Linked DNA regions of Mus musculus: region 2 is linked to region 1. The links are chromatin contacts, called in public Hi-C maps. All regions are on one chromosome and are shown on one strand. The core of a region is the stretch at or near the end of the contact, and the rest is flanking DNA. Distances in the headings are between cores, read along the strand shown. Region 1 has its middle 24 kb from the start of Gm26047. Region 2 has its middle 12 kb from the start of Gm12724.

Region 1 (2,700 bases), core at 10-2,509:
TTTCCAATAACCAAAGCTTACCCTTTCATGTGCCAAAACTTGATTTAATCATTTTGCATGGAAGGCCTTCTAAAACTAATTACACGCTCCTTGCCCGTTGCAGTGGGTGAGGCTGCCCATTCTCTAACCTTTTCTTGAGGACACAAGAACCATTAATTCACCAGGCTATAAATTAAGAAAAGTAAGGTGCTATTTGTACGAATAATGCATTTCCTCATCTGTGCTGTGGATTTTGAGTTCTTCTGTCTTCTTTAATAATTGTATTCATTCTCTCCCCTCGACCCCCTGCATTTCTTCATTCTTTGTGGGTATTGTATGACAGCCAGCCAGGAATGGATTCTGGTGTCAGAGCTACATGCAGATTCTGGCTCTACTCTTCTGTCCACTGGGCTCCAGTGTCTTTGTGTGGAGTATGCATCCAAGTGAACTGTCACTGATTGTGTCTGGAAAGTCCAGTTCCCTCCTCACATCATTGGAAAGACCAGATACACAATGAATGTGATGATCCTCTATTGTGACCCTCACCCCTCAGGACTCAAGGCTGCTTAATAATAAGCACTGCTCCCATGGGTAGGTTTGCTTCTTGCTCTGCAGTTTTTCTACATTTTGATCCACAAACCTAATCTACAGAGGGTCCTCTCAGAGCTGCATGGACAAGCTTGCCACTGCCTTATTTGCTCTGTCTCCAGCCTCCAGGCATGTAACCCAAACCCAGATCTAGGGTAGGGATTGGGCACACTTTCCTCATTGTTAGAGGAAGCATCTCAGGTCTTCGGGGGAAGCAAAACGTCTAGAGTCAATCTCACAATCTGTTTCACATGTGGAGGTCCCAGGAGACGCATGCGGTTCTGTAGACTTTGGATCTTTAAAATGCTGGCATGCCACAGTCAAGTCCCACTTTGGATGCTTGCCCCAAGCTTTTCTGTGTTGAAGGAGAGCTGCAAGGGCCTCATTGCTCAACTCTTGGGGAATGGGGAGAAGGTATGTTCTCATTAAACAATTCACAAGCTCTCAGGGCTGCAAATAAAAACCATGACTCCCTCCCATGTTCCTCTTCCCATCCGATCCCCCACTTCCGTTGGCTTAGAAGCACTCCACCCTTCCTACAATGGGTAAAGCATGAACAACAAGTGGAAAATCAGGAGTAAGGGGCATGCTAGTTATTTTGTTAAAAAAAAATTAAGTCCCTAGAGCTAAAGCTAAAGCCACAGACTGACAGGGCAGGGTACGCCCCTGACAGCAACCTCCTGCCAAGGGTATTAGAATGCTGATTCATCTTCTTATGAAACGAAGAGCTCTCTAGAGAGCGGGCAAAGAAGGCAAGGAAAACAAGAGATTGCAAGGAAAAGGAAAGTGGGGAGAACTAAGAGGAGAAACTTATTGCGCAAATACCTAGCATGGGTGTGCACGTACGTGTACAGGTATGCGTATGTGTGCATGTACATGTAAATGCAGTGCTGTTTCATATAATGCAGACAGTTTTCATGGTTCTTATTTCCATCTTGCAAACTAGGAGACCAGTTTGAGAGAGAGTGATGTTTTCAAGTTACCCATTGGCGGATGAAGATTTTTTTCTTGGCAAGCAAAAGGGCGTAGACCTCCACTTCTCCCTCCCCTCCCCTTCCCGTGGTACAGAAAACAAGGGAAAGGAAAATAAGAAGGAAATGCCATGGTGACACATTCTTCAAGCCCTGTATCCCAGGCCACAGGTGTGGAAATTGCCACAACCTTTTCTGCTACAACACTTTACAACTGGTACATCTTGCCTCTTCCTTCCCCCCCCCACCCCCTTTCTTCCTTCTACAAGTGCTGCGTTTTTTGTTTGTTTTGTGTTTTGTTGTTGTTTTTGTTTGTTTGTTTGTTTGTTTTGTTTTTAGTCTCCTTTACTCTCAAAATGGGTGCAACAGTTTGTAGAGTGTTTATGGGCAGAGTTCAAGGAAACAAACCAGGACATTACAGCTTGGTTCTTTGTTTGTAAGTTCTTTTTGTAGCCCGTGCTTACTAAAATTGCAACAAAGTAACTCTGTCATTCTATATTTAGTTTCTGCCTCTTGGGTTTGACGTAGATCTTCCTCATCACTTTATCTCTGTGTCTTAGGAATCTTAGTAGATTAATGCAACCCAAGGATGTGGAAAGTAGAAATGATGTAACAAAAGCAATGAAAAGGGAGACATGCTGAATGGAATCGCACAGTACAAACTCAAGTTGCAAGGCTGTGCTGTTCTAGGCTCTGACATGCCTGCTTTAATGGCAGACTGAGCCATCTTCATGCTGACTGTAAGCTTTAATTCTCAATACAAGGATGTGTATAGAATACAGTGCTTGGGGGTTATAAGGCACGTGCAGGCATGATTCTTACAAGGTTAATTTGTGTTTCCTTGGAAGATTTTTTTTGTTTCTTTCACGTGACTAGCAACACCGAAAAATCCTGGTGTTTTTGTTGTTCTTGTTGTTTGTTTTCTGCTTTGTTTTGTTTTGGCAAGCATTTGTCATCAGAATTCTGTCACTGGCTCTTCATGTTCTCTACACAGTCTGGTTGTTAGCCAGACAGGAGTGACCACTGCTCTTTCTCAACAAGGACATAACATGTGCACTGGAGGATTTAGAGGAGGCCAAATTGATAGTCTAGCTAGACTTTGCAAGGAAAACTGACAAACTAGCATGACTTTGCATAATAGCTATGGGATGCACTCATATTC
Region 2 (2,700 bases), core at 153-2,652, 130 kb before region 1:
TGACACTGAGGAGAATTTAGAAGGTTTGTCTCAATCTGGCAGATCACTCACTGGGGCTAGCAAGCAGTGACAGGTGAATGTCAGTATGTATGTTATCCATTTTCCCATCTCTGTATCCCCAGTCAGCCCCCAACTCTTTCTGCAGTTGTAATTGTAATTGTCAGGGTTCTCTGGAGGAATGGAACAAGTAGGATGAAAAAAAACGCGAATTCGTGAAGTCAGTTTTAAAATAATAGCACCAGCAGACATATGCTACAGAGCTGAAAATGCAGTCCGTGAGGCTCGTGCCTCAGCAGTTGGAGTAGCCCCACAGAGGCTGCTCAGACTAAAAGGCTGGGTACCTCAGGGGTCCCTAATCTGGTTCTGGAAACGCAAAAGGTTTCTGGAGAACCGCTGGTCCCTTGTCTGTAGTAAGAGCTTGCAGACTCGGGTTCTGAGAAGACAAAAGAATCATCTCCAACAACAGGCAAATTTACTCAGCGCAGGAGGGGAGGCCAAGGAGCAAAAGGTGGGCCGCTCTTCCTTCTGCCACGCCCCTTTACCCAGGATGCTCCGGGAAGATGCACACACTGGAGCGGGTTTTCCCATCATTCAAGGCAATCTGGATTTTGGCTTCCTACTCAAGGTGATTCTAATGTAGAAGGCGACATTAAAACCAACCATAATAAAAAATTCAAACTACTACCCTATTGAGTGCTTTACATGGGTTGTATATTAATTCTCTTAACCCAGAGACTTTTGGTCATCTGTGTTTTACTGATGAGAAACTTGGCACAGAGGGGGCGAGTTATGAGCCTCGCAGCACACAGCTGCTAGTTGGGGCTAGTCTCTTTTCTAGCGTTCATAGCCTAGTCTAGACGCGTTCTGAGTAGAGTTTGTCCTACCTTAGGCATTTTTAAATCCTCAGGACCAAAGGGACTTCTGACGGTGTCTGCTGTGTTGTTGAACTGTTAGGCATAGACTTAATTGGGAAGTTTGAAAATGCCGCTCTTGCCTGGTATCAGCCTCAGCTCTGTCTTCTGGCCTGAGCCTATGCTGTCTCTGTCTCCTGGCCAGCAGGTAAAGACCCTTCATTCTTCCCCCAGCTGCAGCCCTTATGCCTCATTCTGCTATTGGGCACCAGGGGGTGCTGTTGGCTAGACTAAGAAGTAGCGATTCTCCTAGCTTAGGTTTGATGTTTTTGTTTTGTTTTCAAAATTTTCATGTGTGTTTCTTCCTAAGAACTCGGTGGAGGGCTGTGGAGAGGGACAGTGACCTGAGGCTTGAGCTAGACGTCCCTGGATCTTTGCGTGTTAATCAATGCTGTTGAAGCGGGAAGGCCAATCTTTGGAGAGTCTGAACTTCCTCTTCTTTTGGGGTGTGTGTGTGTGTGTGTGTGTGTGTGTGTACGCGCGCGATGTATGTATTTGTGTGTGCAAGTGGCGTGCTTGTACTCACATGTGGAGGCTCTAGGAGGACATTAGATGTCTGACCTTATGTTTTCTCACTGTGTTCAGAGAAGGTTGCTCACAGTACCTGGAGCTAGGCTGTGAGCCATGAACCCCAGAGAGCCTCTGGTCTCCACCCCACATAGTACTTGGGCTCTAGCTACAGTTTTTAAAAAACATGGATGGTGAGGATTTAAACTTGAGCCCTCCTGCTTATGCTCAGCACTTTCTGTCTAATCACCTTTCATCAGCATTTTGTCCTTGTTCTGGAGGGAGGTGTTCAAAAGCAATCATAAAAGGCAAGGTGTGCTAGCTAGAATAACGGGTTCCCAGGAACCCCCTACTTAGTACTTGGGATGTGAGAATATGAGATCTTAAGGATCTGGCCTATCCCAGCAGAGCTATAAGCAACCACAAAGGTCTTTACCAGCTGGATGAGGGAGGGAGGTTAGGTGAAGGGATGGGAGCATGGAGGCAGGAGGGAGGCAGGGGGCAACAGGCAGGGTCCCAGTAGCATGTGAAGATGTTGTACTCCTGGCTGGCAGGATAGAGGCCATGGATGACGGAAAGAAGATCCAGGCTTCAGAAAGAGGGAAACTGATTTCTTCCTAGCATTTTCAGAGACGCTAATGCCTTGAGTCAGCCTAGGAAAGTTAATTTTGGACTTAGGGCCTCTTGAGTAGTGAGATCATACATTCATAATTTTAGATGCTTTACCACTGAATGTACAGTGATTTGTTCTAGCAGCCATGGGCAACTGACACACGAGGAGAATCTGAAACTGCATCTGCCTCTGGTAGCCATCTGGTTTACCTTAGGGCCATCCCCATGAATACCCTCATTGTCAAGTGTGATGTTTGAATATGCTTGGCCTGGGAAGTGGCACTATTAGGTGTGACCTTGTTGGAGTAGGTGTGTCACTGTGGGTATGGGCTTTAAGGCCCTCATTCTAGCTGCCTGGAAGCCAGTCTTCTCCTAGCTGCCTTCAGAACAAGAGGTGGAACTCTCAGCTTCTCCAGCCCCAGGCCTGCCTGGATGCTGCCTTGCTCCCACCTTGATGATAATGGACTGAACCTCTGAACCTGTAAGCCAGCCCTGATTAAATGTTGTCCTTTATAAGAGTTGCCTTGGTCATGGTGTCTGTTCACAGCAGTAAAACCCTAAGACACCATGCTACGTTCGTACACTGGGATGGCCCAAGGAGTTCTAAGGAAAATCAGTGGGAAAAAGATTCTCCCTACCTGGTAAAAAAAGGAAAACACGAAATGGGAGC

What was found. Hi-C and Micro-C count contacts between places; a contact is called where the count stands out from the background.
Region 2: a Hi-C map of embryonic stem cells shows a contact between it and region 1, with 2.2 times the contacts expected there. The contact joins two enhancer-like sites. A contact is called at or near these places in 1 of 39 promoter capture datasets (the 3T3-L1 cell line), 2 of 15 datasets of contacts at CTCF or cohesin (embryonic stem cells and large pre-B cells), 24 of 484 Hi-C or Micro-C datasets (the 3T3-L1 cell line, the BV-2 cell line, the C2C12 cell line and 9 more) and 2 of 115 datasets of contacts at active chromatin or transcription factors (the NIH/3T3 cell line and fibro-adipogenic progenitors).

The regions. Positions count from the first base shown.
Region 1 is chr4:106,093,595-106,096,294 of GRCm38.p6, reverse strand. No RefSeq gene overlaps it. Among named protein-coding and RNA genes, the nearest start is that of Gm26047, 24 kb to the left of the region's middle. Within about 2 kb of position 1,259, at least 39 of the 459 cell types and tissues checked have an H3K27ac peak or open chromatin away from gene starts, as enhancers often do.
Region 2 is chr4:106,224,088-106,226,787 of GRCm38.p6, reverse strand. No RefSeq gene overlaps it. Among named protein-coding and RNA genes, the nearest start is that of Gm12724, 12 kb to the left of the region's middle. Within about 2 kb of position 1,402, at least 20 of the 459 cell types and tissues checked have an H3K27ac peak or open chromatin away from gene starts, as enhancers often do.